2 separate regions of the Sus scrofa genome follow, and region 1 is linked to region 2. A link is a contact called in public Hi-C data. All regions are on one chromosome and are shown on one strand. The core of a region is the stretch at or near the end of the contact, and the rest is flanking DNA. Distances in the headings are between cores, read along the strand shown. Region 1 has its middle 36 kb from the start of SUPT7L. Region 2 overlaps BABAM2 (BRCA1-A complex subunit BRE).

Evidence for each region. Hi-C and Micro-C count contacts between places; a contact is called where the count stands out from the background.
Region 1: a contact with region 2 is called in a Hi-C map of embryonic fibroblasts, with 3 times the contacts expected there. A contact is called at or near these places in 10 of 47 Hi-C or Micro-C datasets (embryonic fibroblasts, fibroblasts, heart right ventricle and 5 more).

What each region holds. Positions count from the first base shown.
Region 1 is chr3:111,493,249-111,498,909 of Sscrofa11.1, forward strand. No RefSeq gene overlaps it. Among named protein-coding and RNA genes, the nearest start is that of SUPT7L, 36 kb to the right of the region's middle.
Region 2 is chr3:111,270,724-111,275,868 of Sscrofa11.1, forward strand. The region is part of intron 3 of BABAM2 (BRCA1-A complex subunit BRE); the gene reads right to left. Among named protein-coding and RNA genes, the nearest start is that of BABAM2, 55 kb to the right of the region's middle.

The DNA of each region.
Region 1 (5,661 bases), core at 1,458-3,957, 220 kb after region 2:
TTTTGATTTTATGTAAAAGAATTTCCTTGCGACATTCATACTGAAGTGTTTAAGGGTTTGCAACTTTCTCTAAAATAGTCCAAAGAAAGTATAAACATGTACAAATACATGCAAGCAGAAAGAAAGCATCAAAACAAATGCAGCAAAATGTTTGCGCCTGCTGAATTTGAGTGAAGCGTACACAGGAGTCCTTTGTACTAGTCCTGCAGCCTTTTGGTAAGCTGAAATTATTTCAAAAGAAAAAGGAAAAAAAGAAGAAAAAGCCTGAGCCAGGGTTAGTTAGAGCCAGTTGGAGCCAGGCACAGAGCCTCTCGGCATTTGGCCTGTAGCGTGAAGCACAGAGAGTCCTGACTTGAAGATGAGGTTCAAACCCTGCCCTGCCAACTGCCAGATACTTACCATCCCTGGATGTCTGTCTCTTCACTCCAAAATGTAGATAATGCTAATAACATCTCTCCGTTAGGGTTGCCAAGAGGACGAAATGAGGCAGTCAGTGTGAAAACACAGCACAGGCCAAAATATTCGCGTATTCTACAAGGATGAGCTGCTACGCGTCCAGAGGTGGAAAACGCAAACAGAATTCTTGCCCTCAGGTAGGCTGATACTCAGATCAGAAAGGTGGAAGATAACTGACTAAATGAAGGGCAGAACATAATTCCAAGCTGTTATAGATTCTAGGAGGGTGACAGAGTGTGGCCGGAGAGCCGGCGAGGGATGGGCAAGCCTACCACTCACAGGGTGGTCAGGGAAAGCCAGACTGAGGAAATGCCATCCAAGCTGAGCTTGAAACACAAGAAGGCAGGAGGAATTGGCGGTGTAGGTGGTGGGAACAGCAGGAGCAAAGGTCCTGAGGTGGCTGAGAACTTGGCATATACAAGAAATGTGACCTTCTCTCCTCAGCTAGAGCATTTACAGCTCCTAGTGCGTTCCTTGAGGGAAGAGCCGCACAGCACCCCGCACAGACTGGGCACTGGTCCGATGAATGAATAAGCAAACAGGTGTCCTTTGGTTTCAGTATTTGCCTCTACATCTCCCCTCTCCCCGCCCTTAGCTGCACTGTGGAGTGAAAAGGAAGGAGGCTGCTCAACTGGAGGCTCTGGAGTTTTCCTCTCTGTGGGCAAATTGCTTAGATCACAGAGCCACAAGGACCCCAAAGTCCCACACTCCCACCTGTCACAGTCAAAGGAAGAGCCTCGGGACAGACTTGCCAGAACCCATGGACCTGGTTGGATGGGGGCCCACGTCTAGTGCTTTCCTAGCCCTGAAGCCTGCCTTGTTTATTTGTTCAACAGGTTTGTTCAGCCATGGCACAGCCTGTTCTGACTCTGGAACATTTACAAGATGAGCCAAAAAATCACAAAAAAATGGTTTGCTCTCGGAGCTAAAGGGCGGGGCAGCCAGGGTGGGAGACTAACTTTTTGGCTTGTCCTTTGCGATCTTTTTCCCTCCTGCCCTCAGGAACCAAAGGGACTTTAATGGGGTTTCCTGCCTCAGTCTTTCCAGAACCAGCATGTGACCAGACTAGAACATTCACCTGTAAGACTCCTGGTTCTCAGCTGCACCCTCATCAGCTCTGTTCCAAACCCCAGCTTCCACCCTCTGAGTTCAAGCCACAGCCTGATCCACCTGACCAGCCCGGGTATGGAGGCACTGGGCCCAGCACCTGGATCCTTCTGCCCCCTCTGCCTGCAGTAATCTTTCTCCCTGATTGTGAGCTCCTGTTTGTCCTTCAAAACCCAGGTGTCATGTCACCACCTCTATCTAAAACCTTGAATGGACTCCCCAGGGAGTCTGCCGGCTACTTTTTAAAAATTTAAAGAGCCCAACCAGGATAATCAGGATAGCTACAATGCTAAATTTTGTTGCTTTTGTCAGACTGGATACTAGCTCAGTATAGCCCTGTTAGTTATTGTTGAGCAGAAGTACTTATCTGCAGTTACATAAATATCTGGCTACAAAAAACTTGGAAAGGACCCCCGTAAAAATGCAATTTGTCTGGCTGACAACATAATTTATTTACACCTTAATTATTCATTAATTAAGGATGGCAGAAGGGCTGGGGTAAGGATGACAAAAGGAATCCCAGTGGTAAAAAGGTGACTCTGAGATCCTACATAGCCTTTGGGTGCAGGTGCTGGCTGTCTCATTTCCCCAAAAGGCTTAGTACACAGTAGGTGCTCAGAAAGTCCTCATTGAATATTGTGTGTGAAGATGTAGGAGTATGTGAGGATGATGACACTGGGGTCGCTGAAGCTACTGTCCACCCCAGTTGGCTGTCCCATAGGCACTAGATTCGGAACAACTCAAAGCTGTCCTCCCTGGGCTCTTTATCCTCAACCGGGAGACATGCCAGTGCCTTGCACGCACCCAAGTAGCACTAAGGCTGGTCAGGACTTGGGGACAGGGCTGTGTATTCCGGAGCCCCTCCAGGGAGCAGGGGTAACAGCCTGGATTCCAACACCCACGGCAGCCCCCCTGCCCCTTTGCTCCAGGCAGCTCCGCAAGAAGCCTCGTCTGGCCAGCTGTGGGAGGTGCCATTCTCTTTCATTGCCAAGATTAGCTCAGACCTTAAAAATCACAGCCTGGCGCCTGCTCTTCTCATGACAAGGGAAAGAGTAGATGTCAGAAGCCTCCTTAGGTATCTGGAAGAGAACAGCTCCCTCCGCTCCCTCCCTTCCTTGTATGAGGTCATTGAACCAGGATGACAAAGCAAACAGTGATGTGTTGGGACTTGTTCCCGGACTCATTCCAGGGTTTCTCCAGCCCCTCCCTCCTCCTCCTCCTCCTCGCAGAATGGCAGACCCAGGTGTGGACAACAAACTGAACTGGATTTGGTCCTGGGGATCTGGGAGACAGACCCTAGTTGGGAGGCATCCTCTGTGATGGTGAAGAGGTCCCGAAAGACCCTGGTGGAAGTGGGAATGGGAGTATTAGCTCCAGTGGACACCTGCACAGTCCTCCAGGCTTCCGTGTGCTTTCATGTATTCTCACATGTGTTAAGGGGGGCAAGAATTCTTTTCTGACTTTACAGATGCGAAAACTGAGACTTGTGTATAGTCAGCAACTTAATCAGGGTTACATGGCTTGGGTGACAGAGCCAGACTTCAGATTAGTTTTGTGACTCTAGTTACAACACCTTCCCACCTCACCACAGTTCCTTCAACTTCACTCATTGGTACACCTCCTTTACACTTGGTACCGTGTTGCAGGCCACCGTGCATTATTGGCTTCATGTTCTTCTTCAAATAAACTCACTTTAAAAATTGACCTCAGGGGGGAAAAAAAAAAAAAGAAAAAGAAAAAAGAAAGGAGCTCCCTGGTGCTCAGTGGGTTAAGGATCTGGCATTGTCACTGCTGCGGCTCTGGTATAGCTGTGGCGCAGGTTTGATCCCTGGCTCTGAAGCGGAACTTCCACATGCCAAAAGTGTGGCAAAAAAAAAAAAAAAAAAATTTTTTTCACCACATTCTACACCATACATATACATGTGTGTACGTAAGTATATATTCCTATACGTAACTGCTAAAATTAGATATTTTTTCATTCTCCTCCCCTAAAGGCAATTCCCATAAGGCTGCGCAATTTGAGAAACTGCCCAAATGTCCCCCGCCCTCGCGGCATTGCTAACGATAGATCTTTATAGGCTGGTAGCCAAGTGGCTGCCCTTGTTGAAATGCTCTGCCAGTAGGATCACTCAGGGCTGCCACTGTCATTGTTAGGGCTGTGCCTCCAAATCACAGAATTACTGAATCAGGAGGGATAAGAGAGAGATCATGGAATCCAACTCCTAAAGGGCAGAACCTTATACAGCACACCCACTCAGAGCCCTCAAGATTAAGGGAGCACCATTCCAAGACAAAAAGAGGAACCAGATGTAGTCTTTGCTCCAGAAACTCGCAAAGCTTACAAACATAAACTACTGAAAACTAGAAGGAATAAGCAGAGGATCTGGAATCGTGGTTCCACCATGAACTTGGCATGCCTTTGAGCAAGTCTCTTCCGGTTTCTGAGCCTCAGTTTCCTTAAACAGAGGTGATAGTGTCTCCTCTTTTTACCTTTTAAGTCTGATAAATAAAAATTCAGAGTTTGGAAATGAGTGATATATCAAAATATCAATCAAATTAGATACAATTTTTGTCAATTGTTCCTCAATAAAGACAGCGCGGGGGGGGGAGACAAGTGTGAAAAATTCTCTGTAAGACAGTGTGTAAGTAATAGATAGGCAATGCCTAAACTCCTCCATAAAATATTTGCATTATAACTAGAGAAAGACTTTCTCCAGGTGGAACTAAGCACCAGAAACAGGCTGAGAAGACACTGGTGACCTGACCCAGCTTGCTGCCCCAAACCCTTTCAGAATCCTGATTTTGAGAGAGTTCAGGATCTGATTGTTACTCTTGCTTTGCTTTGAAACGCTCGTCTACTGGCTTTGAGCCCCACCTGCAAATTGCTGCATAGTGATGGGTCTTTACTGCCCTCTTGTGGTCACTTCTTGCCACAGTTGCACTGACTTTTGAAGCGGTGTGCGTGACAGCCAGAGGAAACCAGAGCCAAGCCTCACGATCAAGATTTTCCAGAGCCAGCAGAGGACTTAAAGCCCAAATTAAAACCATCTGCTGGAATCCAGAGCTTCTTGACGGGAAGGGGTAGTTTCGCTTGATTTTGCCCCAAGTAGGATAGGAATCCAAGCCTCTGCCTGCACTAACCCTGTTAAGACGGTTATCGCCTAGACTGTCCAGCTTGTCTGGAACAAATTCTGGAAATGAAAGCAGCTCAAAGGTCCCTTCTCCGCCCCCAAAACCCAAGGGTAGAAAGGTCCAGGACTAGAACTTGCCCTCCAACCCTCACCCCTGTAAAGCAACAGTTAACAGAGCACCTATTTTGTGAACTGGGAGGTGCAATGAGGAACAGGTAGCGTACAAAGTGAGATGGTTCCTGTCCCCAGCTCATAAGGCTCGCAAACATAAATGACCCAAGCACACTGCATACATACAATTAACGGATATGGGACCATCCGAGCAAGGGCCAGAAATCAAAGTGCTGTAGGGCTAGTGGGGAAAGAGAGCCTACTAACAAGCAGGGGAACAAGAGCTTCCTGAAGACAATGAGACTCAAGACAGTGAGACTCATTTAAAGAAATGAGCAGGACCTTACCTAGCAGACGTTAGCAAGATCACAATGATGCTGATAATAACTACATTTGGGGGAGCCAACTGTGTCCAGCGTGGCTAAAATTTGAGAGATGGCTCAGTTATTTAATCTCGACAGCGATACTGAGGTATTTTCCCTATTTAAGAGCCCAGGAAACCAAAGTTCAAGGCCATGTACAGCAAGTCTTGATGGCAAATATTGGAAGAATTAAAAGCAAAAGTTGTGTTTGGGTCAAAGAGTCTATTATTACTAGAGTATTGGGTGTACTTGGTCAGGTGCAGAAAGGAAAAGACAAGGGCATATGGGAGTGAGTTACGATGATGAGAAAGTATAGGAGCCCTGGAGTTCCTGCTGTGGCTCAGCAGAAACGAACCGAACTAGTATCTATGAGGATGTGGGTTCAATCCCTGGCCTCGCTCAGTGGGCTAAGGATCTGGCATTGCTGTGGCTGTGGTGTAGGCCGGCAGCTGTAGCTCCAATTAGACCCCTAGCCTGGGAACCTCCATATGCTG
Region 2 (5,145 bases), core at 103-2,602:
TCTTGAAATCCAAGTCTCTTTCTTCATGCTGTCCTTAGTGGGTCACCAGGATGTGGGCTGTTTCCATGATGACATGGCCTGATGTCCATAAATCTGACATAAAATCCGCCTTCAGAAAGTTCGCTTTTTTTTTTTTTTTTTTTTTTTTTTCATCTTAAGAACCAGGACACAAAAGAAACCAAGAGCTACGCTAATGATGTTGAACCCTACGGATGAAAAAGAAAGATGCAAAGAAGAAGAGTCAGAAGTAGAAATGAAATGATGTGCCAGACAGACGGTCCCAGGTACCATTCGCAGGAACTCACACATGGGTTTGCATTCTCTTTAGCAACAGGTTTTCCTCGTACATGAACTGGGCTAAAGGTAACTCCTATTCTACAGGAATACAATCAGGTTGCCAAAATGTGACCTCTGAGTCATAAAGAAGGAAGAAAACCGTTCTTTTCTAAATCCCACGACATAGTTCACCCACTCTGGATGACAAATTACAACAACTAAAGGGCTAATTATCTTTAAAAAGTGAAGAAATGTGCTTGATTTATCTCTGGGTTCCAAAGAGTGAAAACCCAAGGCAAAACCTGAAGGTATATCCGAGGTGAACAGTCTTAATGGATGCTCGTAACAGGAATTTAAAATTCCCGCCATCAAGGGAAAGAAACCTGGAGACCTGACTCTGAAGACTTAAGCACGATGTCCTTTGCAACAGGGGAAAAACTTCCACCGATGCATGTACCTGTGTTAGGGGAAAACCAGCCACGGTTCATAAATCATGTCAAAGATCACTGCAGTTTTTGCCCTAGACCAACCCAATGGCAAGGGTCGTTTCAAAGCGCACCCAGCACTTTCGGAACTTGCCGAAGTTTGAAGATTTTTGTTCTTTCAAAGGAAGACAGCAAGGATGAATAACAATGGTGTACTTCCTGGCCATAGGAAGAGGGAGACAGGAGCTCTCCAGCTGCGCTTCCTAGAGAAGTCTGCCAGCTGCCTTCTGCAAACTGAGATCAAAATTGCCAAGAATTTACAGGACAGCAGTTATGATAGATGACCTAAAATACTGATCTGTTGCAAAGAGGATGTAGTGCAAACCACACAGGAACCGACAGGAAATCAGCCCTTGGGCTGGCACTTACACATTTGAGAAGGCTAAGAATCCTGGACCTTTGACAGTCAAATTTCATCATCTTCCTCTGTAGCTAGAGTTACCCTTCAGAGGGAAACAGTCAGAAGGATCGTACATGAAGCTTGTCGGTGCCAACTCGAATTTAACAACACTGCCCCCTGCTTGAATGTGCTTTCCTCACGTGTCAAAAGTCCACCCAAGGTCCTAGACGGCACTTACTTGACCAAACATCACATGTTTGCTGGCACGCACCTTTTTTTTCTCAGCCGTGAGCCCACTGAATGCCATAAATGATTCACAGGCTGTGATGATGGTAAGAAGAAAAACTAATATTTGGAGTTCACCAAATAATGAGTCATACTCCTGGAAGAAAAGAAATCCTTGTAATTGGCAGCCCTATAAGGCGAAATTTTAAAAATTGTTTTTAACATTAATATTCATTCCATAAAAGTTGGCAAAAAGAAAGCAATGGGGAAGCATGTGATATCTGGTTTGCTTATGCCTTATAAAAGTCCAGTTCACGCTCCAAGAAAAAGAGTGAGTAGGATATCTTTTACCTATTCCTAGACTTGCCTTCTGGATTCACTGCTGCCAAGTCACTCATGCTCCCACACAACACTTTCCCTACTAATGCTGACCCTTAAAAATCAAAAGGGAGCTGTGCCTTCTTGGCACCCAAATGCCAAAATGGAATCTTTTAGTATTTCACCTTCATAAAGGGAATGTTTGAAAACAGGCCCCTTTGGCTGTGACATCAGTGAGTTACTGAGGCCTCCAAGGGCCGGAGGAAACGTTCCCAGCCCCTCGCCGTGCTGTCGTACTCCTACGGAGCAATCTGGCAATGGCCAGGGACCAAGTCTTTAAAGCTGTTTTATGGTATTTAACATATGGTCATAAATTGCTCAGTGCTCTAAAGAGGGGCTAAATTTGCCACCCCTATTGATGAGAAATGTTCTTATTTATTTAAATTTAGTGGCAAACTGGCACGTCTCCAGAGGGAGAGGTTTGGGCGTCAGTACAAAGGAAGAACTAACTAGAGATGGAGCTGGAACTTTTCGATACGCTGAAGGCAACCACATCAACGGAGGTTGACAGCACCGCTGTCCAACAGGGTTGGCCATACAGGACGACGATAATAGGAAAAGAGTCTAATTTCTAAGGCCCCAGGAGGAAGGGAAACATACATTTTATTCGGACCGTGTGAACATTTTTTTTTTTTTTAGTTCCTTTCTCTTTCTCTTCAAGGTAACTCTCTCCTCCCTTGTCCCTCTTGATCTTCCCCACAAGTGAGAGGTATCTGGTCTTCCTCTGAAACCTCGTATCTATAAAACTCCCTGGAACTTCCTGAATCCTGGAGCATTCATCCTCCTATTTTGCCATATTTTTTGTTAATTTGTTTTTTTGTTTTTTGGGTTTTTTTAAATGGCTCTAATTCTCTATCACTAAAGACATGATCCTACGAAAACCTTTTGTTCTCTTCCTCTTACAATCTAGCCCTGCAATCCAAAGGTGGAAGAAAAACAAGAATTTTTTAAATGTCTTTATGTGTTTGGTTTGTGGTGGGTTATGAATGAGAATGGCATCAAAAGGGAAATGTGAAGGGGAAAGGCACTGCTGGCTTTCCTTTTTATATGCTGATTTAGAACTGGCTGAAGAATCAGAAGATCTTGCCTGACTCAGGAAATGTGAAAAAGGATTTCAATAAATTGGAAGTCTGACAGCAGCCTGGGAAAAGTAATAAAAAAAAAAAAAAAAAAAAGTTCATGAAGAGTTAGGCTGGTTGTATCAGATAGAAGTCTCACTTTTTAATTTCAATAGAAACAGAAGAGTCATATCTGCCACATAAATAAATATAAAGAGGGAAAGATTGATTTATGAAGAATCAAATATAAAAGTTAATATGAATGATGTCATACCCTAGGAAATGTATACATGGTTCATATCCTTCAGGAGAATGCAAATATGAAATCTCAATTATCTCCCCTAAAGCAGATTAATGATCCAGTGAAAATCAACGGGGAACAGCAACCCAATAACGCCACAGAAAGTCTGTCATGCAACCTGAAGGGATCTGGAGTGGCTGTGCCATCTGAAATGGCCATCAAATGTTCCAAAAGGTCTTATGCAAACTTCTGCTGAAATATCCTAAAGATGAAGGCAGCTCAATGTCTTTAAGGACTGAAACAATAACGAAAAAGGACGAGCTCAAAAGAAAGAGAAGCACATCTGGGCCCTCCATAAACTTCCATTAAGAATCTGGTTTCTTAAGCACCTTTCGTTCTCAGGTTGATCCAGAATTTTAAAATCTCTGCTTTACCTGCTCTGAAAAATATGAGTCCCTCTTTTCCAATATGAAGACATTAATGCCAGTGTCATAATCTTGCAATAAAAGGGAAGCACCCTGAGATACAAAGATAATTAATAGAAATGTAAGCACATATGAATAACACCAACTTGGTACCCTCACGAGATGCTGTACATTTACTAAGACAGTCCCTATTCAAATACGGCTCAGCTTCCACTGAACAAAGCAGAAAAAGAAGAGCGAGGAAACCCAAAGTAGGAGAAGAAAAGAAATATTAAAGATAAAAATGGAAATCAATGAAATGGAAAACGAATACAACGGAGAAGATAGAGAAAGCCAAAAGCTGGTTCTTTGAAAAGATAAAATTGAAAAATCAGCCAGACTGCTAAAAAGAAAAACAGGAAAAGAAACAAGCTACCAGTATCAGGAAAAACAGATATGACATCATTACAGATTTTGTATATTTAAAACAAAACGGAATACTAAGAAAAACATTATGCCAACAAATTTAGCAACATGGATGAAATGGACAAATCCTTTAAAGATACACTCGAGATAAAGTAGATGACCTGATTTCTATATCTATTAAGGAAATTTCATCTGTACTTTAAATGGTTTCACCAGAGAATTCCACCAAACATTTAAGGAAGAAATAATAGGAATTCTTCACAAACCATTCCCAAACACTGAGGAAAAGGGTTCGCTTCACAACTCATTCTATTCTGAACTCAATTTTGCTATGATGCTAAAAGCAGTAAAAAGCATTAAAAGAAATCTACAATTTCACATGAACATAAAATGCAAAATTCTAAACAGTTCTAGCAAACTGAATCCAACAGAATATAAAAAGGCTAATCCATCATGACCAACTGGAATGGCATCAGAGATACAAGATAAGATAAATTAAAAAGGAAATCAATAATAATTGATAAAATTTTTAAAAATCACATGATCATCTCAAGAGATGAAAGCACTTGCCTAAATCCAATATCCATTCCTGATTTTAAAAGAAAACCACGAGTTCCCAACATGGTGCAGCAGAAACTAATCCAACTAGGAACCATGAGGTTGCAGGTTTGATCCCAGGCCTCACTCAGTGGGTTAAGGATCTGGTGTTGCCATGAGCTGTGGTATAGGTTGCAGATGCAGCTTGCATCCCACATTGCGGTGGCTCTAGTGTAGGCCTGTGGCTATAGCTCCAATTAGACCCCTAGCCTGGGAACCTCCACATGCCGTGAGTGCGGCCCTAAAAAGACAAAAAGACAAAAAAAAAAAAGAAAAAAAGAAAGCCAAACAAAAAACTCAAATTGATAAAGGGATCTGTGAAAGATATACAGCCAACACTATATTTTTCCCTAAAATCTGGACAAGGCAAGAACATCTGCTCTCCTCACTTGAATCCAACATGTAGGGGATTCCAGTCAGTGCACTAAGGCAAAAAAAAGAAATCTGGGAGAGGGGGGCTGGGGTTGAGGAGGGTTATATTCTCATAGATTAGCAACAAAGAATTAGAAAAAAAGAATATTTTAAAAACATAATAAAAAAATAAAAAATTTTTAAAAATTAAAAAAAATAAAAACAGACATACTATAAATTAGCATCAAAAAATATGAAATAGAGAAAATTTAACAGAATTTGCACAAGACCTGTTCACTAAAAACTGCAAAATATTTAAATTAAGGAAAATCAGAGTTCCCATCATGGCACAGCGGAAACAAAT